Regions from separate parts of the Mus musculus genome. Here regions 1, 2, 3, 4 and 5 are each linked to region 6. Evidence: chromatin contacts called from public HiCAR-type, HiChIP or PLAC-seq and promoter capture Hi-C data. All regions are on one chromosome and are shown on one strand. The core of a region is the stretch at or near the end of the contact, and the rest is flanking DNA. Distances in the headings are between cores, read along the strand shown.

Region 1 (4,366 bases), core at 1,428-3,927, 2.7 Mb after region 6:
GAAAAAAATAATATTGATTATCATATTGTAGGAAAGTACTATTGTAATTCTTGTAATTACAGGCCATGGATGTATTCTGTGGAAGATCACTTTCCTAGTTAAAGCCCTGAATTTGGCCTACAGTATTTCTAAAAATCCACAATAAAACTCAGTCCTGTGTTGTGAAATTTCACACTGGATCTATTTAAGTATACGAACCGAGTATGACACTGATTCTGCTCCACTGGGACAATGCCTACTCATGCTATTTAGACTGGAGCTGCTTTCCCTAGTAGAAATCTGATCCAAGGTCAGAGCAGTGATCACGGGGTTCACAAGGAGAAAACAGAGAAAATAGAAGATTTCATCTTTCACACAAAATTCAGAGGCTTGACAAATTGTGGCTTTTCAAATTGTTTCCAGAAAGGTTTGCCTTTTAAAAAGCGGAAGAGGTTTACCTTAGTTTGAAAACTTGTCTGGTCATTTTTCAATCATTAGGAAGCATTTATTACATACATACATTTTGAAGACTGAGAAATAAGCAAAATTATTTACCAATAAAATATTGCTTTATCTTTTCTTACAGTAAAAATATTATATTTTTAAAATTCCACAAAATATGAATTGATTTTCTAGTGAAAAGTTTCATTCATAGGAATATCGGAGGAAGAAATCCTTACTCTTTGTCTGCATCTCCTTCACTTTCTTCTTCATGATCAAAGCTCCAATTATTTTTAAAGCCTCCATCCCTCTTAGATTCTGATCTATCCAAAGCTGAAATAAAACAAACTGAAATAAGTACTCATTAACGTAACTATTAAATATAAGAAATGTGAGCATTTCCCAAACTCTATTCTAAACTGTTTTAATTTGATGTTTTTCTATTTTTAAAAACATGTGTGTCCGCTACAGAAACTTAAGTTGCTAAAATAAAAATGGGGGAGGGGCATACATATATATGAACTATGATTTTAGGAACTAGTTCCTCTAATTTTTTTCCTTCTCATGAGAACTATATTCAGATCACTATACTTGTTAGACTGAACAACCTCTGCGTTTTAACCAAAGAAAAACAAAATGAGGCCTTGTGTGTTAACAAGGTGGTTAATTTGATAACCAGAAAACTCTAGACCAGGACACCAGAGATGCTCATCAGGAAATACAGAACAAAGAGAGAAGGGAGAAATGAATGGAGCCACATGACAAAAGTCTAATTTCATAGAGCTTGAGCTAAGATGAAGTTCAGGGTCTTAGTGTTACAAGAGGTCAGACTGACCCAAACAAAGGACAGGAAAAAGAAAACTACAACTAGTTTTTTAGAAGGTACAGGGATAACTGTGATAGCTTACCCTTGGATCTAAACTTGTCAGTTGAGTACTGGGGACAAAGGGTATCTATCTACAAGTCTGGTGGGAAAGTGGAGGCTAAATGAGGAAGTGCTTACAGACACTGGCTTCAATCTCCAGCACCTTAAAGACAAACAGGCAAAGTAAAAAGATAAAGTCTGGGCTGGGCGTGGTGGCGCACGCCTTTAGTCCCAGCACTCCGGAGGCAGAGGCAGGCGGATTTCTGAGTTCAAGGCCAGTCTGGTCTACAAAGTGAGCTCCAGGACAGCCAGGGCTATACAGAGAAACCCTGTCTCGAAAAACCAAAAAAAAAAAAAAAAAAAAAAAAAAAAGATAAAGTCTATCTACCAGCTGTATCCAGCCACTGGCTACAGCCCAGGATAACCATGAATGCAGCCCAAAATTGTAAACTTACTTAAAACACTAAGTAAGTTTAAAAAAAAAAAAAAAAGATTTATTTATCATGTAAATAGGGTTCTGCCTTTATGTATGCCTGAAGTCAGTAGAGGGAACCAGACCTCACTGTACATGGTTGTGAGCTACCATGTGGTTGCTGGGATTTGAACTCAGGACCTCTGGAAGAGCAGCCAGTGCTCTTAACCTCTAAGCTATCTCTCCAGCCTGAAATCATTTTTGTAAAAAAAAACCAAACAAACAAAAAAACAAACAAACAAACAAAAAGTAACTTAATTTCATGGTTCTAAGGATGATCTCTAAAGGCAATAATTTCAGGTTAAATGTCAAAGGGCTAGGATGCATCTAAGTGTTTTTGTCTCTCCAACATTCAGATTTTCCCCCTTCCAACTTAAGGATAAATTATCATAGTTCAAATAAAAGGCAGGCAACCTGTATGTAAATCTTGGCATCTTCCCAGAGAAGAAAAAACGGAGACAAGGAGGAGGATAAAGCTATGTTGTTTGAGTTAAGTCAGCATGTAGGTCAGCCACAGGACAGAAAAGCAGCTAAGTAGCAGGGAGGCAGGCTTAAGAGAAACAGTAAGAAAGTATAAAGTCCCAGAAAGAGCCTACTTAGCTCTGGCCAGCATCCAAAACAAAGAGACAGAAAAGAAAAAGTTACACTTTCCTAGTCAAGACTCAGAAAGGCAGGCCCAGCTGAATCTCCTGAAGGATTGTAAAGACTGTCCCAAATTCAGATTTTTAAAATCCCACTCCCAATCGATTAGTGGTAAGAGAAGGAACTTTGGAGCCACAGGGCAGAATCTATAGCAATGGGATCAATCCTATAAAAGACCCAGGGAAGTTGTTTTACCCTTTACCAGGACAGACATAAGTTACTATCTGTGAGAAAGCAGGATGCTTCCAGATATTGATTCTGGATAGTCTGATTTGACTTTCAGCCCCTAGCACTGAGAAACTCATCTAGAGTTGGGTACAGTGTTGCATTCCAGTCATCCCAGCACTTGGGAGACACAGAAAAATTCCAAGTTTATGCTACAGAGAGTTTGAGCCAGTCTTAGCTACATAGTAAAGCGCCTCCCAACCCCCAAAAGTCAACAAAGACAAACTATGTAATCTGTGAAACTTTAATACAGCACCCCAAACAGACGAAGCAGAGCATTACTAATCACAAACCCTCAATTACTAAGAGTTGAGAGCAGAATTTTCATGATCTAAGGGATACAGGAGTCCATAATTAAAACAGCTTCCTTTTGTGTGACAAAGGGCCATCAGTATTTGAAAGCACTGCAAATTAGACACCCCCAGTATGTGGCCTTCTTTAGAAGTTGGCCTGTCACAAATTTGACTTACTGTGAGCACTAGTTTTAGTTGTCAACCTAATAGAATCTAGACTATTGTGAGAAGAGGTTTTGTTTGTTTGTTTGTTTGTTTGTTTTTTGAGACAGGGTTTCTCTGTATAGCCCTGGCTGTCCTGGAACTCACTTTGTAGACTCAGAGATCCGCCCGAGTGCTGGGTTAAAGGCATGCGCCACCACGCCCGGCTTGAAAAGAGTTTCAATAAGAGGTTATCTAGATTAGTTGGCCTATGGGAATATCTAGGGAGAATGGCTTGATTGTGCTAAATGAGGTGGGAAGGACCCACCCACTCTAGAGGGCACCATATCCGGTTTTGGGGTCCTGTACTATGTAAGAATGGAAAAAACAAACTGAGCATAAGCATTTTTTCTTTGTCCTTAACTGGATGTGAGCAGGTGCTTTAAGTGCCTGCTAGACCTTCTGTCCAAGCAAACCCGCCCGGACTGTGACTGTGAGCTAAGTTATAAGTTAACCCCTTTTCTCTCCTAAATTGCTTTTGTCAGCAAGCAAACTAAGCTGGGACACTTAACAAGTACAGAGGAAAAGTGTGCCTCAAGCACCCAGGCTGAAAGCCAAACTAATGTAGAGTCCATTCAAATGAGACACACAGACAGGACAGCAAGGACCCTTGTTCCTTCCGCTCGGTTTCATGAAGGGACCACCCAAAGAAGGTAGCACGGCAGTACTCAGCCACTGCTGAGAATGTCAGTAAAGACTTCAACGATAAATGCTCAAGTTTTTTTTTCCCTTTTCCATTTTTTATTAGGTATTTAGCTCATTTACATTTCCAATGCTATACCAAAAGTCCCCCATAGCCACCCACCCCCGCTCCCCTACCCACCCACTCCCCCTTTTTGGCCCTGGCGTTCCCCTGTACTGGGGCATATAAAGTTTGCGTGTCCAATGGGCCTCTCTTTCCAGTGATGGCCGACTAGGCCATCTTTTGATACATATGCAGCTAGAGTCAAGAGCTCCGGGGTACTGGTTAGGTCATAATGTTGTTCCACCTATAGGGCTGCAGATCCCTTTAGCTCCTTGGGTACTTTCTCTAGCTCCTCCATTGGGAGCCCTGTGATCCATCCATTAGCTAGCAAACACAGAAGTGGATGCTCACAGTCAGCTAATGCTCAAGTTTTTAAAACCCCAGAGACTAGAGAGAAAGCTCGGCTGTTAAAAGGACTTGCTGATCAATCATGAGGAACAGAATTTGGATCCCTGTAACCCCAAACTCCTAAGTGGGCAGAAACAGGAGGGCTGTTGGGGCTT
Region 2 (3,874 bases), core at 947-3,446, 2.6 Mb after region 6:
ACGTGATCTTGTTTTAGCCACTTCCTGGCCAGCATTTCTCACAGAGCAGTAAGTACTCACTAAGAACTCATTGGTAAGGTTCAGAACACCTTAAAACAAACTGTTTCTTTACAGTAAGATCTAAGCAGTCAAAACGGAGATGTTTTTATAAAGATAATGACTTTATCTAAATAAGGTTACTGATGTAAGCAAAATAATGTCCACCAACAAATATGTGAACAGGAATTTTAAAATGTGAGATCAGTAAGTAAAGACACTTTGTGATGCCTGCTGACCTGAGTTTAATCCCCAGGATTTACAGTGAGAGAACGGAATCCTGCAAAATTATCCTCTGAGCTCCACACCTGCGCCATGACACTCATGCATGCACACATACATACACACGCACATTAATTAGTTAATTAATGTAATTTTAATCTGTGTAAATAATTTAAAATACATTTGGTTATATAAGGTCAGGTCTGACTATATATGTTCACCAATGTGACTATTGTAGCCCATATCTACAGGTCAGACATAAAGAACTTTTATGAACAAGTATTTTAAAAAAAGTTACAGAAATACCACATCAAGAGTTCCAGATAAAAACAGCAGAAGCAGGGGAGTGGCTCTGCAGTTAAGAACACATCATGTTCTTGGACCTGGGCTTAGTTCCTAGCACCCACACAGGAAATTCAACATGCTTCTCTAACCTCTGTGGGCACTAGTCAAGCATGTGGCACACACAGATAGATAGAGATATATATAGGCAAAACCTTTATGCATCTAGAACCCAATAAGGAAACCTGAAAAAGTAAAACAACATTTAAAATTTAAAACAATAGCAGAGCTATCCAAGTATGGTGGCTTACACCTTTAATCCCAGAACTTGGAAGACATATCTGTGAGTTTAAGGCCATCCTGATCCACAATGCAGGTTCTAAGCCAGGCAGGTCTACATAGCCTCCAAATGCGGAAATCAGGTGTAATGGCACATGGCTGTAATCCCAGCACTGCAAAAAGTCAAGGAGTCAGGAGTTCAAGACCATTCTTCGCCACATTGCCAGGGTATGCATCTACTCTAATGTTCTGATCTGAGTGTACCTTATGAATAATGTTAATAATCCTTTCATTTCCAACATGAAATATGGTCTATTTTTTTAACTCTTTCAGTAGACAACACGTTTTGATAATTACCAGTTATTACTGAAGGTTTGTTACATTCCTCAGGAGTGTTATACCAAGAGGATCGTTTGAATTTACAGTTTCAGGGGTGGGGAGATAATTGATAAGGGTTGGAATATGAGCTATTTACAAAACCTGAACCTTTTAAACATCCTGGTCACCAACAGTTTTGCTGATACTTGACAGGAAGTTTGCGGTTCTAAGAGCTTGGAGCACAGTACACGGTAGAGCACTGATTGGCACACATGACCCTGGTGGCAGCACCAGCACTGGGGAAAGCTGGGTCGTGTGGCGCAGTTCTCGGTTGCCATGCACGGGTTCCTGGTAGCGCCAAGGGCAAAGGCAAGAGCAGAAAGCAAGACGGGAAGGGAAGCAGCGACCCTACCCCACATGCTGGCATTACACAAGGACACCTAAGAAAGGGCTAACATGGTTGGGACTGAGTGTAGTACAGCCATGGCAACCCAGCACCTGTCCTCTGCCCTATGACAGCAGAAGTGTGAATTCTATTGTGCTCACATCCAGACAGTGAGTACAGAAAGTCGCTCCAAATTCTCATTTCTATTGGAGGAAAAAGTAAAGACTTTGTGTTCCCTCATTCAAAATGGGAAGATCAGGAGGGTGGACACTTGATGAGTCTGTTTTACAAGAATTATTTATTTATTTATGAGTGCATGTTTATCTATATATGAAGCACTTGAGTGTGGCTAGCAGGCTAGCAGATCTGTTATTGTTTGTAACTGTTCAGAATCTATCTTTGTATGCTATTTTCTCTTTAAATTTTAATGACAAAGAATGGTCTTATAGCTCTGAGGAATTTACATCTCTGAAGAATACATCCCAAGGTAAAAGACACTCTGTCCTGCCCTTGTTGCTCATGAATCAACTTCTTGGATCAGAAACTACACACTTTAGTAGATTCAACAAAGAACCCTTTTATTTATCTCTTCATTTCAAATTAGAGATTTTGCTATCAAAAAGAAAACCAAACAGACCCGAAATGGCAAATGCAGTGCATGCTGGCCAGCTGCACCTCAATTGTGCCTGGACTGGTCACTTTCTTTGTTGCTAGGACACAATACCCGACAAAAGGAAGGGAGGGAGGGAGGGAGCGAGGGAGGGAGGGAGGGAGGGAGGGAAGAAGGGAGGGAGGGAGGGATCGAGGGAGGGAAGGGGCTTATCTAGTTTGAGGGTCAGGTCCATCTAGGTGAGGAATTCACTGAGGCAGGAGCTTGAGGCAGCTGGTTGCATAGCAACCACAATCAGGAAGCAAAACAAGATAATCACTTGTCCTCAGCTCTGTTTTTTCTTTTTGTTTTTGTCTTTTTCCTTTTATTCAGGATGGACCCACACACACACACACTCATGGAAAGGTGTGGCTTCCCAGTCCCGTTAATATAATCCAGATAATCCCACAGGAGCATGCCAGAGGCTTGTCTCCATGGTGATTTCCCACTCCCACCCCCACCCGCCACTCCCCCACTCCCCACCCGTCTAGTTGACAAACTTAACAACCACAATAGCCATGTTGCTAAATGCCACCTACTATGTCAATCATGCAAAATATAGGAATGATTTCTTTGAAAACAACCAATAAACATTGCTTTGGGGTTTTTAAGTTGAAAGATACAAAACATGTGGAGAAAGTGTCTGTCATGTGTTCAAATGAGCAGACCATAGCTGTTTGAACCTATCTAAAAGTTGCCGAGAAAGTGGAGCAGACAGATGAGACACATACCAGTATGATCCTCTCAGCAGACCAGACGGACTCATGAGTGTAGGCCCCATTAAAGGAATTCTTCTATAAGGAACTGTCTGTAAGGACAAACACTGCAACTTGAATGCATGTGCTTTGTAACTTCTTATCGACATTGACTTCATTTTGTTTGATTGGTTGGTTTTTTGTTTTGAGGTTTTTTGGGTTTTGGGAAATTTTTTTTATTTTTGGTTTTTGGTTTTTCGTATTGGGGGGTTGGTAGGATTTTGTTTGGTTTGGTTTGGGTTGGATTGGGTTGGGTTGAATTTGGGGTTTGGTTTTTGTTTTGTTTTGTTTTGTTTTGTTTCTTTTGTTTGTTGGTTTGTTTTGTTTTCTGAGACAGAGACTCAAGTGTGTGGCTCAAGGTGGCCTGGAACTCATAGAAGATAAGCCTGTGTCTGGCTCCCAAGTGCAGGGAGTACAGTTGTGTGGCACCCCCAAGCCTGGCTTCCACCTATCTCCTAAGGAATGCCATCTATGCTATCTTGTCAACAACACTAGACCCCTATCATGCATCAAGACTCAGCTGACTTGTAAGTTTGACATCAAATAATCTGTAAAGTTAAACCCATGAAAACCAGCCATTTTTCAATTATGCTACCAACAGTTATCAAAAAACGTTTATAAAACACAAGGTAAGCCGGGCGTGGTGGCGTACGCCTTTAATCCCAGCACTCGGGAAGCAGAGGCAGGCGGATTTCTGAGTTCCAGGCCAGCCTGCTCTAAGAAGTGAGTTCCAAGACAGCCAGGGCTATACAGAGAAGCCCTGTCTCGAAAAACCAAAAAAAGCAAGGTATAGGGATACTTTACAAGATAAATTATGACATACAAACAAAAATACATAAACCTTTACCAACATGAAAAAGAAAATTATTTATGTCTTCAAATATATCTCTCTACAGCATTTATGATGATCTACTGCAAAGTATCTCATATATTGTAGAGTAATCCTTT
Region 3 (4,241 bases), core at 551-3,050, 2.8 Mb after region 6:
GTAGACCAGGCTGACCTCGAACTCAAAAATCCGCCTGCCTCTGCCCCCCGAGTGCTGGGATTAAAGGCGTGAGCCACCAACGCCCGGCAAGTCTTTCTTAATTTTAAACTACATTTTCTTAATTCTGTAATATTTCTAAATCATATCTTAAAGCATGGCCTGGATATATTTCATCTAGAAAACAAAATCCTGCAATTACCCCCAAAGAGTAAATATACTTAACAATTACTGAACGCGGACTTATTTTCCTAAACATATTTACAAATCCGATTACCAGGAAATTTAAAGTCGAATGAACGTTTACGTTCCCGGTTCACAACTGCAACTAAATGTACCTGTATTATGGAAGTCCCTTTACAGCCATAGGCAAAAACCAGTATCGTTATCCATTTACCACCACACCAAACCAAAATAGACCTTTTAAGCCGGCTTGGTCCACCAACTGAAATAGTTAACTCTGCTTCACAAGCGACTAAAAATGGGAACACACCCTAACTCTTTTACCTTCCCCGGCTGTCTCCAAACCGACACTTGGAAGCTCATTCTCTCTCTTTTTTTTTTTTTCCACCTCCCATACCTGCTTTACAAAGTATAAACAACCAAACACATCTCACCGGAGTTCGGGGCACCGCCGGGTCTAACCTGCACCCCGAGGGCAGCGGCTAGCCTGGGAGCTTTTAACCACAGGGCAGTGTTAACCACCACCTCTCCCCCTGCCTCCTTGGATCGGCCAGTTTCAACCAAGCTTAGGTCTGAAACTTTCCACGAACGCTTAAGAAAGACGCGGACGAAGTCTGCTCCTCACCCACTAGGCACCCATCGAGAATATGGAGGTGGGAGCGAGCCCAAGCCTTCGGCGCGCCCCTCGCAGGCCGCCCTGGGCCTCGGCTCGCTGCGCTACCACCGCGCCGCCTCGCGCCGGCCTGCCCGAGCCTTGGCCCGGGCGGACCCGAAGTCGGCGCGCCTGCAGCGCGTTCCCAGCGGGCCATCGGCCGTCCGGGCCCCCGTGGCCCCCGCGGCCCCAAGCCCACCCGGAGCAGAGAGCTGAGTATCACGGCCCGGGGGTGGGAGACACCCCGGTGTCGGCGAATTTCGCCCCCGACTCTCCCCCGAGGGAGACCCGAGCGTACCTTTCAGGAAAAGAGCCCCAGCGCTGCCACCGCTCTTGCCCGCCGCCATCTTCCTCCTTCCACGCCGCCTCCTTCTTACTCCATGGCCGACACCGGCGCGGTGCTGGCGGGGAATGGGGGCCGCGCGTCGGGAGGGTAGCAGCCGCAGGGTGGCGGGCCTCGGGCTCGACCTCCGCGAGGGGCGCTCCCCGCCGGCCGGGCCCCCCACACAAAAGCGGGCCTGACGGGAGGCGGCGAGGCCCACGGCCTGGGCTGCTTCTCCTCAGGCGCCTACCGGGGACCGTGAGCGGCGGCGGCGGCGCTTCCCGGGCCCGGCTCCCCTCGGCACACGACTCCCCATCCACCGGGCCGCGCCGGCCTCTGAGGAGCTCCCTCCGCTCCCCTCCGCCCCGCTCCGCCGCTGGCTCCGGAGGACGGAGAACGGAGCGAACGCTCACACGCCTTCTACGTCCCGGGCCGTAAAATGGCCGCAGCGGCTTGAGCCGAGCGAGGGCTCCGCGACCGTGAGGCGCCCGCGACCCCTCGCTGCTCCAGCAGTGGCCGCCGCCGCCCGCCCACCCCGCCCAGGCGTCAGAGCATCAGCCCAGGCCTCGGCGACTGTCCATGTGGACGGGGGTGGGTCTCCGCCACCGCCGCGCGTCGGTCGCCACAGCAGCCCCGCCGCCGCTCCTCCCCCACCGGCCTCCGGGCCCGCCCCGCCGCCGCCGCCGCCCCAGAGCCTCTCTCTCCCTTCGGGTCCCTGCTCGCCCCCCTCCGGGCTCGGCCGAACCCGAGCCGGGGGCTGTCGTCCTGCCGGCCTGGGGTGGCCTTGTCTGGCCGGCCTTGGCGAGGGACGAACAAAAACCCCTTCCTCGGAAGGCCCCCATGGCAGAGCCGGCCTGCGAGCGCTTGCCAGCCTGCCGGCCAGGTATTCTATTTGGTCGAGTCGCACCACAAATTCTAAAGAAACGCTCCAAGTTCTTGTCTGACCCTGAATTTAAAACGTGCCATGGGAAGGAAAAAAAAAAAAAATGAAGCCAGGTAATTGGAAAATAAAATTGTGTTCACATCCATCTTCCAAACAATGCATATATGATATGATTGAGCCAGTACACTTTGTGTGTGTGTGTGTGTGTGTGTGTGTGTGTGTGTGTGTGTGAGAGAGAGGGGGGGGGGGGAGAGAACACAGTAGACTATGATACAATTTGAGGGGCTTTTTTTTTTCTTCTTTTTTCTTACAAACCCCATGTAGTGGTGTAGGTTTTTCCCAGTCCATAAAGGGATAGAGACAGGTGGATCTCTCTGTCAGATGGAGGCCAGCCTGGTCTACAAAGGAAGAGCCTGTCTTCAAAAACAACAACAACAACAACAAATCCATGAAAAATGCAGAAAATGAAAAAAAAAAGTTACAGAAATTCAAGCCCCTTAGCTGTGTGGTCAGCTAATAAACATTTTTTTCTTTCCTTTCCTTCCTTCCTTCCTTTCTTTCTTTCTTTCTTTCTTTCTTTTTTTTTCTGGTTTTTTCAAGACAGGGTTCCTCTGTGTAGCCCTGGCTGTCCTGGAACTCAGAAACCCGCCTGCCTCTGCCTCCCAAATTCTGGGATTAAAGGTGAGCTAGCGCTACCACTGCCCGGCTACATTTTTTCTTTAAAAAAAAAAAAAAAAGTGGGTGGGGTTGGGGGGAGGGTGTTTTGCCTGCATTTAGGGTGGGAAAGCTGCTTCTTGTAGTTACTTCAGAGGCCGGAAGAGGGTACCCAGGCTAACCAAACTGCTGAATCCATTTCTCCAGCCCTTTGAGTGAAAAAGTGAAACATAAAAAACAAAAGATTCTAGGCCTTTAGGCCCAGGCTTGAGAATGTGACCTTTGTGACTCAATGCTCCATGGTATGCTAATCATAAAACAAATAGCGGCATTCCTCCAGCAACCTGCTTCCTGGGTTCAGGGCATGTTTGTTCAAAGAAAGTCACCCTGACCCACCCTGACCATTGCTGGAACCCTCTATGCAAATATGCTATTGTTAGAGGCTCCTAGAAAACTGTCTTGACTTTCCACTTAACTGGTATTTTTGGTATTTTCCAACAAAGCCCTCCCCACCCCCTTGAGTTATGGTTTCTTCCTTTAAATACCCCCTTACCCAGCTACTCTGGGCACCACGGTCCTCTACCCCTTCGTGGTGTAAGACTGTGGGCCCAAGAGTGCTCTTGAAATAAAAGTCCTTTTGCAGTTTGCATCAAGACCATTTCTCGTGAGTGATTTGGGGTATCACCTCTCCTGAGTCCAAACGTGGGGGAGTCCTCACGTTGTGGGTCTTTCATTTAGTGCATTGGCCGGGAATCGCGACCACCCCTCACACCCAGAACCGACTTGGAGGTATAGGGATCCCCCCTGGAATGTGTGTGTGCCGGCCGGTGTCTCTATTCTGAGTGTCTGTTTTCTGTTTTCTGAAACAAACGTGCACTTGTTGTGTTGGTTTGTTTGTCTGTGTCTCGTCCTTTGTTTCTGAAGCACAGAGCAGCCTGAGTTTGGATCCGTCTGAGTTTATACTGATCAGCCTGAGTTTTGGATGCTGATATGCCTGAGTTTATACTGATCAGCCTGAGTTTGGATCCACCTAAGTTTGGTTTCTCTGGTTTTGGTTGTCCCAGTGGAAGCGGATGATGGGGTTTTCTGAAACGCACACTTTGTATTTGCAGCTGTCCTCTCGGACCATAAGGACCGGAGGACTGTGATCGGCAGACGTGCTAGGAGGACCACAGGCTGCTGCCCTGGGGGATGCCCTGGAAAGTGGGGAGAGCCAGGAATGCCTGGTAGTCTCTGGAGATTGGTCAGAGGGACCGAGTTCTGTTGTTGAAGTGGAAGCTTCCCTCTCTGAAATCGTCTAATTCTTTTGCCTGCTTGCGGAGGACAAGAAAGGGTCACGTGTGTCTGGATCTGTTGGTTTCTGTTTTGTGTGGTTTTGTGTATGTGTTTAGAGCTATGTGAAAATCTAGAGAAGCGAAGGTAATGCTCATAGGTGCTTTGTACCCTGACTAGAGATAGTTTACACATAAGAGAACAGGTTTGAGAAAAGCAGTACTCTCTGACTATCTGGGGATAATTTGGTGAAAGAGAAAAAGAAAAAAATAAATATA
Region 4 (4,195 bases), core at 806-3,305, 2.6 Mb after region 6:
TTATTCTGTCACCTACAGATGTGACAGACCACAAGAGAACAGAAGTACTCAGGAGGTACAGCCCTTGATTCACTCCTGCCTTTTAGCTTGCTGTGCTTATAAAACATGTTAAAGCAAAAGGGAAAGCTTTCAAAATGTATTGTGTGTGAACTCTTAAAAACTCATTTGTTAGCTATGCAGTGCACTGTGAGCACATGCAGGCACCGCTAACGAAGGAAGGCAAGAACACTGTCTTTTCCTTTCCTGAAGGCATCTTTAATTGGCCTCCCTAACATGGCCCAGTATATATTACGCGTTCCAGTTCCTGGGTTGTTTACAGTAACAGAACAGTGTTCTCTCTAAAAAGAATCTCATGAGAGATCCATCTTGTTTTTCTAAGGGTCCCAGAAGGATGGCAGTCATATGGCATGAGTTAAGCACGTATCAGTAGAATATAAATTATTCATGGAGACTTGCAGAGTCTGAAGGAAACAGAAATTACATCCGTACATTTAGTCAGAAGAAATGTCTAATAGGATTATTTGTTAAGCTTAAAACTGTGAGGTTGCAGTACCAAAAAGACCCACCCTTGTGAAGGCTGGAAGAAAGATGGATGTCTACATTGGAGGCCCTGATTGTAACAACTCCTGGTCAGTTTCCCCAGATTCCACTTAGTCTATGTCTAAAATTTTTAAAAAATATGTAAATATTAAGTGTATAGAATTAAAGCATATTTATATTATTATCATAAAAAGATATGGGGGAGTTTTAAGACTCAAATATCTGGGGCTGGAGAGATGGTTCAGCTGTTAAGAGCACTGATTGCTCTTCCAGAGGACGCAGGTTCAAATCCCAGTACCCGAGTGGCAGCTCACAACTGTCTATAACTCCAAGATCTGACACCTTCACACAGACATCCATGCAGTCAAAACACTAACACATATAGAATAAAAATTTAAAAATAAAACGCAAAGCACAAAAACAACAAAAAGTTATTTACCCCAATCCCACAGTATATAAGTTTAAGTAAATGAGTAAGTTTAAGTAAACAAAAAAGGAAGAAAGAAAGACAGACAGACAGAGAGAGAGAAAGAGAAAGAAAGAAAAAGAGAAGAAAAGGAGAATTGAAGCCCCCTGGAAGAACTTGACATCACAGCAGCAATCACATGATTACTTTGTAACACACTGAGGACATTACAGCTAAGCAGGTGATTCGAATAGTGTAGCATATGGAATAAAACTGCTGCCACTGACTGTATTTTTATCACCCAACTTAGAATGCTAGGTTTCTGATTATCACAGGCTTGTATTTCATCATAGTACACAGGTCCCATTTAATCAAGGAAGTCATCTCAAAACTTCATTTACATTACCAGACATCTGCCTCCTCCACTATGGCAGGAATATTTTTTCATTTTTACCTTTCTTGGGGAAAATGTGTGTGTGTGTGTGTGTGTGTGTGTGTGTGTGTGTGTGTGTGTGTGTGAAACTCACCTTGCCTTTTTGGTTCAAAGGTTCAATTGTTAAGCTGTCAGGGCCAATATCCACAATATTGCCCATCTGAAATCCATCTGTGGGGTGGGGTGCCCAAACGGGCTTTCCATCTTCCATTTTGAAGGAGGTTATCCACTATCTCCTGTTCAAAAGAACAAATAAAACAACATGAATAATGGTGGAAACTGCTTCAAATTCTATCTCCTTTACCCGTGCACATATAAATCTCAAGTTACAAAAACACCTCCTGCGGGTGACCTCAGCCTTCTCCCCCCCCCCCAATTGTGCTCACTACCTCTTGCTCCTCTAGCCACCTTAGAGAAGGAAGGCAGAGAGAGGCTGCTCCACCCTCAAGAAGTCCTATGAACTCCCTGCTCTTGAGTACAGAGTGTGGGAATGGAAACCCTCACGGCTTCCACCTGTTCCCCTAAGGGAATTTAGAATACCACCGCAAGCGATCTGTTACTCAGTCGTCTTGTTGGAATAGATATTTATGGCACACAGATAGCAGCATGTAAAAAAGGATTCATTCTGAAGCGATGAGGCAGGGCAGGAGGCTTCCTGTGAGTTCCCTGAGCCTGGGGCTGGAGGCTTCCTGTGAGTTCCCCAAGCCTGAGACGGCAGGCATGGACTACTCCCCAGCAACTGCTCAGCCTATGTTTTCATTTTCTTACTTTTGCTGCTGATTTGAAACTCACAGTGAAGTGAGCAAATCTAAGTATGCAAGTTAATGAGCTGGGACAGATGAATGCACTGTCTACGAAGCACCGTCCTCGGTTCACAGAGCATCTCAGTGCCGCTGCCATTCCCACGCCTCCCTTTGCCCGGGCATCATCTCCACGGTCCTCGGATTTTTTCTGTTGAACTTTATATAAATGAGATCATACAGTCTGCGTTCTTTGGTGTCTGGCTTCCTTCATTTAAAAAGCATTTTATATTCAGCACAGCCAACTGTACTGCCGTGTGTGAGTCTACAGGGCCAGGCATTGTTTACCTGCTGTCTTACATTTGAATGGTTTCCAGGTAGCACCCACTGGGGACGTCCCATTTTCAACTGTTCCTAGGAGGCTTCCTTCGCTCTTGGCATCCTGAGATGCTAACATTTATAATTCTGTCTACTGAGTAGCCCAAAGGGCCCAAGCTATCCAAAATGCTTTGTTTTAAGGAGTGTCTATAAGACTAATGCATGATTCCATTTGCAAGTCAAACCGAGATGTTCTACTTTCAGTATCTCAATGGGAACCTAATTCTTTCACTAGTCACCTGTATCTAAAGAGCAGATGGTCATGTGCCACACTGATCTATTTGTGGGCCTAGGAGCTCCACTGAAGTTCCCCATGTGGACTCTTAGCTGTAGTCCCTAAGAGTCTCTTAGAGACACGTAGTCCAGTTGAAAGCTGCTAAGGTGTTGTCATCTTGCAGGGTGCATGGTGGTTAATATTTCCTATGCTAGGCTATAGAATGAACTACTTTCCCAACATAGGAAGGCCTCAAATCTAACTTAACAACTAAGATGAAGATTCTCTGTAGAAGGTGAGTCTGTAACAGTGCCTTTGGCTTGCCTATACACGTGTCTGCTTTCCCTAGATGAAGGAAGCGCCTGTGGCTTCATATATCATTTATATGTGAGTGATACTCAACGTTGTCTTACAGTCCCCATAGGGTTCTCAGGTGTTTACCAGCCTAGTGGAACCAAACAAAACTAACACATACATTATTGTTACCATTATTCTGGTCTGCATCCTGCCTTGTTCTTCCACAAATTAGTAAAGGCAGAAACATGCAAATCACACCTGAAGTCATCCTCAAATCTTCTGGCACCTTCCAAGCTCTTATCGCCCTTGATTATACCAACCCTCGGTCTCACAGGCATCTCAGATCCACCCACTCTTCTGCAAACCAGCAGCGCTTTTACCAAGGCTTCTACAGTATACTGTATACCTGCTTCTACTCTTGGATTCCTCGGGTCAGGACTAATCCTGCTGAAGCACCCATCTCATTGTGCCACTGTAATTCCATCAGGGCACAGACCATTGACTGCTTGCTCCTAAGGCCCAGCATGATATACACAACTTGACAGTCACTGGTGCATGAATGAACTGCTCATACCATCCAGGAGAGTAAGAGGAGACGGGAGACTAGAAAGAGTTGAATTCTCTTAAAAACCAAGGCCTGAAACTCAGACTGCTCTAAGCAGGTTGCATCCCTGATCTTGTCTTTACCCTTATCTCTGTGGTGGGATAGTGTCGCTTACCTTACAGAATCACTGAGGGGATCAAGTGACATAAAATTGAGATCACCATTCTAATAGACGATAGTCACACCTCCCACCCCTCCCCACAGCCTCTCTCTCGTTGGGAACCACTAATAATTTGAAGGCAATGTTCTATACACATAGACAAATGGCACAGTAGACACTAGTGATCACTTTAAAAAGGACTAATTATCCTTTTTAAAAATTGGAAAAGCAACAAAGTCACACCACAAAGGAACCCCTCCCCCCAATCCAAAAATGGAATGGCGAATTGAACGATTCAGATCACTTTCTCAATTTAAACCGTGCTACGACTCTGAAGTGAAGATGGAATTCTGAGTTCAAGGCACATATTTAACCTCGCTCCTTCATCACAGCCCTAAACCTACAGGAAAGTGATTCCTAGAAAAATCTTTCAGGGCTGCTGAGACATCTCAGTAAATAAAAGTGTTGACTACCAAACCTGAC
Region 5 (4,248 bases), core at 365-2,864, 2.7 Mb after region 6:
ACAGACGCCAGGCAAAGTCACAACAGGATGAGCGAGGAGCCTTCGGCTTCTCTCCGATTTCCTGGCCACTGTTATTTTAAAATTTGATCGTGTAAACAAGGGAAAATCCCTTTCGGACAAGTCCCATGGACTATAATTTGCATCTTTGTTTTTAATATGTTGTAGCTTCTATGAAAAATCATAGTTGTTCACTTTTTCTTGCTCATGTGTCTAGGTACTAAAGACCATATGTAAAATCTATACTCCACGGCTTTTTAACTGTATAATCGCAATACTCTTTTCTTAAGGGTTGTATTCTGTCCCTGCCTTTTACAAGTAACTTTTGAAAACAAATACAAAACTTGAAAGGAAGAGGGAAAAAAATGGGTAACAGATCACACACACGAAATAAAAACACTACAGGCCGACGAGCATCAGACTAAAATGACTTCTATTTATCACTGTGCCTGTTTACTCCTGTGCAACTGCAAACACAGAAAATGGGCAGACATTTAAAAGTCAATGAGCTGTTCTGAAGAACTACATTGTTTCTGGGCTTCCTCTGTCCCCCTTGTAGCATTTGTGGCCATTTCTAAAATTAATGCTAGAGAGCACTAAGGTAATTTTTTTTTCACTAAACATTTCCCAGTTGGAAAACCACAAGCCAAGATGTCTTGAAGTCGAGTTAATTTGTACAGAAATGCTGCTGTTCCGCAGCCAACCTTTGGACCATGACCACCACCAAGCTCAAGACTCAGATTTTATGGTGTTACAGCCGAGCCTCAAAGGCTGTTAAAAGTCTCAAGCTGACTAACTATATTCGAAAATCCTGCAACTGTAACACGAGAGCAAACTAAAGTTTTATTCAACACATATGAAATCGGAGCAGCGTTTGTGTAGCGCTCCAGCAGTATCTCCACATTGGGATTTAAACAGCTCTGCCCTACATACTTTATGCCGGATAAAATGTATCTTTGTGTAAAAGTTCCTGACATAGATTATCTAAGAATGGCCTTATCAAATTATTTCCTATTTTAAAATACAATCCACAGCTAGCACGTTTTAATTAGTTTAAGACGATTTGGAATTAAATAACAAAGTTATTTTCAGCAACACATCCGTAAAACTCACACTCAAAATACTAGAACGCTTAGGAACTAAAATTCCAGCTTTATAGTATGCTACCATGGTCTTCTTCGACACAGCTAAATTATTAATGGTATCAATTGATCTTTACTCTGACAACAAACTAGACTGTGTAGCTTTTTCACTGTGTTTCGAAAGGAGAAAATAAAACTATCTTGCAGTGTCGGGTGGGACTCGTCAGGTGACAGGAGCCCCGCTGGCCCGGGAAGGGGAAGCCAGAGCTCCAGTCCGCGCCGGGCAGAGCAGAGGCCAAGGCGGTGAGGACAGGCAGGCGGGCAGGCGCCCACACTCACCCGGCGAGGCAGGTGCGCGAGGGGTCGCGGCCGTGGAGAGGCTGCCGGGCTGCGGGCGCGAAGGGCAAGCGCGACACCGCGGCCGAGAGCGAGCACCGGAGACGACAGCACGACGGCGGCCGGGATACGCTTCCTGCTGGGACAGATCCCGGATCGGTCTCCACCCGCCGGCCAGAGAGCCCTGCAGAGTGCCCAGCCTGCGCACGTCACTGCTACGGAGCGCCCAAGGGGGCGGGAGGCGGGGCCGGAGGCGGGATTTTGTGGGACCGGGGCGGGGCGGCTAAAGAAAGGGCGGGTCTTCATTGGCCAGTGGGCGGGAACAGCCTAAGGGGCGGGGTCTTGGGGCAGAAGGGCTGAGAGGGGCGGGGTCCTAGGCAGCAGGACAGGGAGGACTCGCAAAGCGTAGGGTCTTGGGAATGAAGGAGCAGAGGGACGTGGCCTCAAGTCAAGGAACGCCGGGGCGGCTGTGAAGGGGAGGCCTCAAGAGCTAGGGTTGAGAGGGGCGGGACCTCATGAGGCGCCGGGGAAGGGGGTGGTTGAAGGAGTGCTGGGTAGGGGCGTGGCCTAATGGCGTGGGGCAAGAGAAGGGCGGGGCCTCAGGTTCCGACCGCATCCCTGCATCCCTGCAAGCCAAGGGCTGCAGGTAGCCCCTCATGACATTCCCTACCTCGCAGTGGTAGTTGTTTCCACTGCCACAGCGAGGGACCACAGCAAAGAGTCAGTTGAAGAAAAGTTGAGAGTGGGACAGGCGAATTGCGGAGGAACTCGCTTGTGGGGATTAAGGGTGGCACCGCAGCCCATCTAGGCTCGTGCTCCTCACCTGCCTGCGTCAACTTCCTGTTCAGCCCTTGGAGGATTGAACCACGGAAGAAAATTTTTTCTTCTCTGGCTAGCCTCCCATGCAGATATCATATTTACTTCTTACAGCCCCTGTATTTCCACCTCGCCCCCTTTGTTGTTGTTTATCTGGACTCTTGAGAGAGTCTCGGTCTGTAACCAGGCAGTCCTGGAACTCATCATGTAGCCCGCGCAAGCCTAAGAATAGTGACAATCCTTGTGGGCTGGTTTTATAGAACTGAGCCAACTGGCCCGCTTTATCTTTCCGGTTGTTTAATTTTACTGTCCTTATAAGGTCATATGTGGGTCATCTTTTTAAATTAAATATTACATTCCTATGCAAATTTGAGAGCAAACATCTCCTTTACTAGAAAAAAGAGGTTAATATGAAAACAAAATAAGGGGCTGGCAAGATAGTTCAGCCAGTGAGGGTTCTTGCAGCCCATCCTGAAGCCCAGCATGTTTCAAGGAGAGAAACAACTCCTCATATTGTACTCTGACCACTGGGCTCTGTCTAGAAGATTCCCAGAGAAGACAGGTTTCAGGAATTCAAACTGGACCTGGTGCCTCGTGCTTGTAATTCTAGCTACTCGGGAAGCTGCATGTTCAAGACCAGCATGGTCAGTTAGTAATATCCTGTTTCAGAGAGAGATGGGCTATAACTAAGTCCACGGTAGAATACTTGCCTAGCATGTGAGGCCCTGGGTTCAATCCATATCACCACAAAAAAATGGTAAGGGAAGGGTCAGGCATTCAGAGACGACCCAAATGACTTGATGAAAAAGCTACCTTCCACTGAACACATTTCAAATTCGTAAGACAGTAAGTAAAATTAGGGAAACTAAAAAAGAGGAAGGAAAACCAAGAAAGGAAGTAATTTACAGCAACCACAGAAATGTAGCTCCAAGATTGCCAAAAGAAAAATCTCAACTATATCAAAGATTGTAAAATAAACTAAAACCAGGGGCAGACTTATTTCTCAAATTCCAGTACTAAGGTGAGAGAGGGGGATAGAGGGCAAGCAGAACCCTTGGCTCACCATTGGCTCACCCTGGCCAGCCATTCTAGCAGAAAAGGAGAGCTCTGGACTCACTGAGACCCCACTACAAAAAATAAGAGGATGAAAGACTGAAGAAGATGCTTGTGTTGGTTAGGTTTTTTATCTGTTTTGCTTTGTTTTATGTGGGTTTGTTTTGTTTTGTTTGGCAAAACTTCATGCAAGTTAGAGTCGTCTGAAAGGGAACTTTAGTTTTTAAAAATCCCCCATCAAATTACCCTGTAGGCAAGCTTATGGGACATTTTCTTGGTTGATTGATAATTGATGGAATTAATTAATGGAAGGACCCAGTACACTGTGAAAAGTGTCATTCCTGGGCAGGTGGTCCCAGGGAATATAAGAAAGCAAACTGAACAAGCCAGGATGAATAGGCCAGTAAGTAGGAATTCTCCTTTACCTCTGCAACAGTTCCTGCTTTCAGGTTCCTGTTTTGAGTTCCTGTGATGGATTGAGAGTTGAAATAAACCCTAAACTGGCTTTGGGTGGTGTTATATCATAGTAATACAAAGCAGACTAAGACAATGCCTAACATAGGGCTCCTACCCAAATATATTGCAGGTACGCAGAAATAATTGGCTTTTTAAAATGAAGATCATGGTGCTGAAGAGATGGCTCAGCAGTTATGAGTACATAGTAGCTCATAAGAGCTTTTAAATCCAGCTCCAGGGGGAAATCTCATAGGCTTATTCTGGCTTCATCAAGCACTGCATTCCTGTGGTACACAGACATATGTACAAGCACAACGCCCTACACATGAAGTAGGTAGAATAATAATAGTAATGATAATAATTAATAATGATAAATTTCTTTAAAGGAAAAATGAAGATCGCTACATATTTTTAATACATACCTTACTTAAGTTTGAATTTGACATAAAGATAATCTGTTTGTAAGTCAGTAGAAGGTGTTTTATTTACAGTTGCTTTTTGTAACTAA
Region 6 (3,882 bases), core at 576-3,075:
CTGACTGCAGCAGGTTGCTTAGGAGATAGTTTTCTACATTTTAAACCTATTTTTAAAATTCGTTTACAATTTACATTTAAATTTTTTAAACTGTAACATAAGCTGGGAACCCCACCCCATCATTTCAATTATTCTGGTTTTAAATGCAACACAAATACATTTTCTTTTTAAAAATAAAGACCAGTTTTTCAAAGGTCTGACATTTCTAGGACAGAAGCAATACTAGGTTGCACTTTCACCAAATCAGAGTCACCCCTGAAAACCAGGGTTCCTGCAGCTGGGGTCTTGTTTTGTACAATGCTAACATTGAGATGGCTGTCTGTAGCTTCTAATTTTCTTTCATATTAATTATCTGAAATATGGCAAAGTTGGAAGCAATCTCGATTGTGGTTCCAGGAACAGGATTTCAAATATTTTTCTTTTAAACTCAGAGCATTATTTTATTGCCGTAAATTTGGAAAGTGGTGATATTAAAACACGCCTAAGAGTCGCTGTGTGGACATTTTTGCCCCATTCGTTAAAAGGAGGGAGGCTTAAGGTGCGACCTATTTAGTGATTTGTTCCACAGACATGTCTAGAAAGTAGAAATATTTCACCTATGACACCTACATACATTGACTTAAAAAAGTTAAAACTAAAAAGGTGGAAAATTTGGGGTAGGCGATCATTATAAACCATAAATAGATGCTAATAAGTACATTGAAGAGCCACTCCACACAAACCTTTGATTGGATGGAAGCAGTTCAGGCTCCTCACCGACCTATTTCAACATGCAGAATAAAAACTACCAAAGTGTGTGTATGGGGAGGGGGGGTGGGGGGAGGGGGGAGGAGAAGGTTCAACATTCTACTTATGCAAACATTTACATGTAATTTTTCAAAAAAACATTTCATCACTCTAATCTTAATAACAAAACCACTGTAGCAAACATCACCAGATAAAAACCTACCCAACCACGGGCGTGGTGGCGCACGCCTTTAATCCCAGCACTGGGGAGGCAGAGGCAGGCGGATTTCTGAGTTCGAGGCCAGCCTGGTCTACAAAGTGAGTCCAGGGCAGCCAGGGCTATACAGAGAAACCCTGTCTCAAAACAAAAACAAAAACAAACAAACAAAAACCCTACCCAACCTGCATTCCTGATTTCAAGTTCGCTGCGGCCCATAACGGCTTTCATCTAGATTCTAGAAGGAAAGGTCAAACATCCATTGCGCCCTAGAATGGATCCTGCGGTAACAAAGCATCCCCAAAGGTACAGAGTCACCCGCTCTGCACCCCGTCTCGGAAGTCTCACCTGAAACCCCTGCTGCTGGAGGCTCTGCGTGATGTAGTCCAGGCGGCGACACACACTCTTCTTGGCCTCGGCCGACACCTCCTTGGTGCTGCTCACTCGCACGGTCACCAGCGCTCGGTCGGGGCTGGCGGACACCTCGGCCGCGCCGCTCACGTGGACCTCACGGGCTCCGGGGTGGGCCTCCGCGACGTGGGGTCGGCGGCCGATCGGCTGCGCCTCCGCGGCCGAGATCGGATGGTTTTCCCGGCCCCGGTCAGCCCAGGGAACCAGTTCCATGAACACCCGCGATGCAGGGGCGGGTTGCAGCGACATAGCTGGGGCAGCTGTGTTGCCATAGCAACGCCAGGTTGATGGCGGGGAGTGACGTTTAGCTGCCGCGCGCTTGCTAGTCCGCGCGGAGGATGCCGGGATGGAGGCGCCGCTGCAGCGTGGAGACCGGGTTTTCCCCCAGGGAAGGAGGCCTGCACACATTTTAAATAGTTACCTCCTCATGGCCTGCAAGAACCGGAGCTGTCTGTCCTGCCCTCGCGGTCAGTGATCACGGGCCTTCCACGTGACCAGTCGTTCTTCTCCCCTCCCCCTGGGCCGCCTCCATCCCTCAGTCCGCATGGGGATGAAGGCTCTGCGTTTCCAACGTGTGTGATCCCGGTAGCCCTTTCTTCCCGAATTTCACGGTGCCGGGGCGGCCTCCTTCTTTGTGAGACTCCGGTGGTCTTACCCGCAAGTGCAAGTACTTGTTTGGTTCGTGAGGAGTTTCTCTTCAAATAAACTACGTTTTGCTCGTGAGAGTTTGGACACTATGGGGATCCTCGAGTGCGTTTTTTTCCAGGACACTGTTGATTTTTTTCCCCCACAACTGCTGTTTGTTTATTAGAGGCCCGCTGAATGTAGAGTGTTGGCATGTGGAAAGACAGAGAAAACGGGGGGGTGGGTGGGGGTGGGTGGGATGTTGTTCGTCATAGCTACAATCTTTAGAAAGAGTGTCAGTGTCAAATTCTAAATGTCTTGGAGTAATTCTGGTCTTGAGCCTGGACATCAGCGTGAGCAATGACAGGCATGTCATGTACTTGTCTGTTATAGCTTCCTCTTCCCCTTTTGGAGACAGGGTCTCAGTATGTAACCCCGACTGGCCTGGAATTTACCTTGTTGACCAGACTGACCTCGAGCTTGCAGAAATGCAAGGTTTCGACCCATTTCTTGACAGCCATTATAATGAAAAGCTGTACGTGCCCTCTCCAAGCCCTCCTATTATAGTAATTTTCCTCAGCACACCCTACTGTCTCTCTTTTCTTTCCTCTTTCCCCTTCCCCGCTTCTCCCTCTGCTCTAGAGTGCTGGGGTTCAAACCACACCTGGCCTATAGTCATTTTCTTAATGTCTTGGTGATGACAGCTCGTCTGATTCCTGTTAGAATTTTATTAACAGAATGGGAGGAGAAAACCTTGGGGGCAGGGATGTAGGAAGTAGTTTTTTATAGGAACTTGAAAAAGTCTATAGTCTTTGTGATTTTTCCTCAAATTTTTAAAAAACCAGTATTTTAATTCAATAATTTAGCTAGATCAAGTGGTAATCTCTTTGTTTGGTCCATCATTAGGTCAACATAATTGTTTAGTTTGAAACTTATTGTCAGATAAGAATTATATATATGTATATATGTGTGTATATATATATATATATATATATATATATATATATATATATAATTATAATTTAAGAACTTTCCACCATATAACCATATATGCATACAGGCATATATGCATATTTTACAACTCTAGGCAATGAAAATACCTTTTAAAATTGGAGGAATTTCTTTGTTCTTTTTGGTGGACCGCAGGGATTGAACTGAGGCCCCCAGGCTTGGGATCAAGTACCTTTGTCAGCCGAGTTGTCTCACTCTGCTAAGTCCGTTTTGGGAGACAGGATCTACTGTCACTGGCATCCAAGATAGGCTAGCTAGCCATCCAGCTCCAGACACCTTCCTGTTGGCGAGAAATGTTTTACTCTAGTAGGATATATAGTTTCAAAAATGAATTGCTGAATAAAAGATGTCATAGGAACAAACAAATAATAGAAGCTTTAAGTGTATTTCGGGTACTATAAAATTTTCAAAATAGTGGAAAAATGAGTAAGTAGTATAATTGGCTTCTGTATTGAAGAAATTGATCTGTATATTATGTTTTATACTGAGAATAAAAGTTAAAGATAAAATGAAAAAAAAGTACCTAAATGTAATTCTGAGGAATGAAAGTCTTTTTTTTTTTCTTAAGCATATTACAAATGTAGAAGCAATCATAAGGGAAAAATCTGGAAAAAAATAAGTACACCAAAAAACCTGAAAGTATGTAAGCCAAAACCAACAAGTGAGGAGGAGAGGAAATAAGGATTTGCAATAAAGGGGCCAGCATCTGGACACTTAAGAGTGCCCTGACCCCTCCCAAATAGCTAAGGAACACAGAGATGAACTGTTAATAGACTTGGGCTACCATTGATGTCTAATGCAACTTCATGTTCTCAGAGTGCCAGAGGTTTTACGTTCAAGCACACGCATCAGTAGGTGTGGCTTCTCCTAAGATATATCTGGTCTGCAACAGC

The links. Promoter capture Hi-C pulls out the DNA fragments that hold promoters and counts their contacts. HiCAR-type assays count read pairs that join an accessible place to other places. HiChIP or PLAC-seq counts read pairs in DNA pulled down with a chosen protein or histone mark.
Region 1: a contact with region 6 is called in a HiCAR-type map of astrocytes, with 8 times the contacts expected there. The contact joins the enhancer-like site here to the promoter of Irak1bp1 in region 6. A contact is called at or near these places in 4 of 39 promoter capture datasets (cranial neural crest, erythroid cells, hippocampal neurons and 1 more) and 2 of 115 datasets of contacts at active chromatin or transcription factors (astrocytes and embryonic forebrain).
Region 2: an H3K4me3 HiChIP or PLAC-seq map of stem cell-derived neural progenitor cells shows a contact between it and region 6, with 28 times the contacts expected there. The contact joins the enhancer-like site here to the promoter of Irak1bp1 in region 6. A contact is called at or near these places in 3 of 39 promoter capture datasets (cranial neural crest, hippocampal neurons and pre-B cells) and 3 of 115 datasets of contacts at active chromatin or transcription factors (embryonic forebrain, large pre-B cells and stem cell-derived neural progenitor cells).
Region 3: a contact with region 6 is called in a HiCAR-type map of astrocytes, with 6 times the contacts expected there. The contact joins the promoter of Senp6 here to the promoter of Irak1bp1 in region 6. A contact is called at or near these places in 4 of 39 promoter capture datasets (the 3T3-L1 cell line, erythroid cells, hippocampal neurons and 1 more), 1 of 484 Hi-C or Micro-C datasets (CD4 T cells), 2 of 115 datasets of contacts at active chromatin or transcription factors (astrocytes and embryonic forebrain) and 1 of 9 other capture datasets (liver).
Region 4: a promoter capture Hi-C map of hippocampal neurons shows a contact between it and region 6, with 11 times the contacts expected there. The contact joins the enhancer-like site here to the promoter of Irak1bp1 in region 6. A contact is called at or near these places in 3 of 39 promoter capture datasets (cranial neural crest, hippocampal neurons and pre-B cells).
Region 5: an H3K4me3 HiChIP or PLAC-seq map of embryonic forebrain shows a contact between it and region 6, with 21 times the contacts expected there. The contact joins the promoter of Myo6 here to the promoter of Irak1bp1 in region 6. A contact is called at or near these places in 1 of 39 promoter capture datasets (pre-B cells), 1 of 484 Hi-C or Micro-C datasets (CD4 T cells) and 6 of 115 datasets of contacts at active chromatin or transcription factors (astrocytes, embryonic forebrain, forebrain and 3 more).

The regions. Positions count from the first base shown.
Region 1 is chr9:80,083,817-80,088,182 of GRCm38.p6, reverse strand. Senp6 (SUMO/sentrin specific peptidase 6) reads right to left here. Exons shown (of 24, transcript NM_001311110.1): 2 at 660-753. Among named protein-coding and RNA genes, the nearest start is that of Senp6, 19 kb to the right of the region's middle. Within about 2 kb of position 2,677, at least 74 of the 459 cell types and tissues checked have an H3K27ac peak or open chromatin away from gene starts, as enhancers often do. A contact at or near this core is called in astrocytes, where this site is marked.
Region 2 is chr9:80,184,608-80,188,481 of GRCm38.p6, reverse strand. The region is part of intron 1 of Myo6 (myosin VI); the gene reads right to left. Among named protein-coding and RNA genes, the nearest start is that of Myo6, 22 kb to the right of the region's middle. Within about 2 kb of position 2,196, at least 10 of the 459 cell types and tissues checked have an H3K27ac peak or open chromatin away from gene starts, as enhancers often do. A contact at or near this core is called in stem cell-derived neural progenitor cells, where this site is marked.
Region 3 is chr9:80,064,462-80,068,702 of GRCm38.p6, reverse strand. Senp6 (SUMO/sentrin specific peptidase 6) reads right to left here and starts at 1,800. Exons shown (of 24, transcript NM_001311110.1): 1 at 1,131-1,800. The coding sequence starts at 1,179.
Region 4 is chr9:80,215,036-80,219,230 of GRCm38.p6, reverse strand. Myo6 (myosin VI) reads right to left here. Exons shown (of 33, transcript NM_001039546.2): 2 at 1,474-1,615. The coding sequence starts at 1,590. Among named protein-coding and RNA genes, the nearest start is that of Gm27227, 48 kb to the left of the region's middle. Within about 2 kb of position 2,055, at least 21 of the 459 cell types and tissues checked have an H3K27ac peak or open chromatin away from gene starts, as enhancers often do. A contact at or near this core is called in hippocampal neurons and pre-B cells, where this site is marked.
Region 5 is chr9:80,162,400-80,166,647 of GRCm38.p6, reverse strand. It overlaps Myo6 (myosin VI), which reads right to left and starts at 1,614. Exons shown (of 33, transcript NM_001039546.2): 1 at 1,419-1,614.
Region 6 is chr9:82,827,749-82,831,630 of GRCm38.p6, reverse strand. It overlaps Irak1bp1 (interleukin-1 receptor-associated kinase 1 binding protein 1), which reads right to left and starts at 1,825. Exons shown (of 4, transcript NM_022986.4): 1 at 1,292-1,825. The coding sequence starts at 1,603.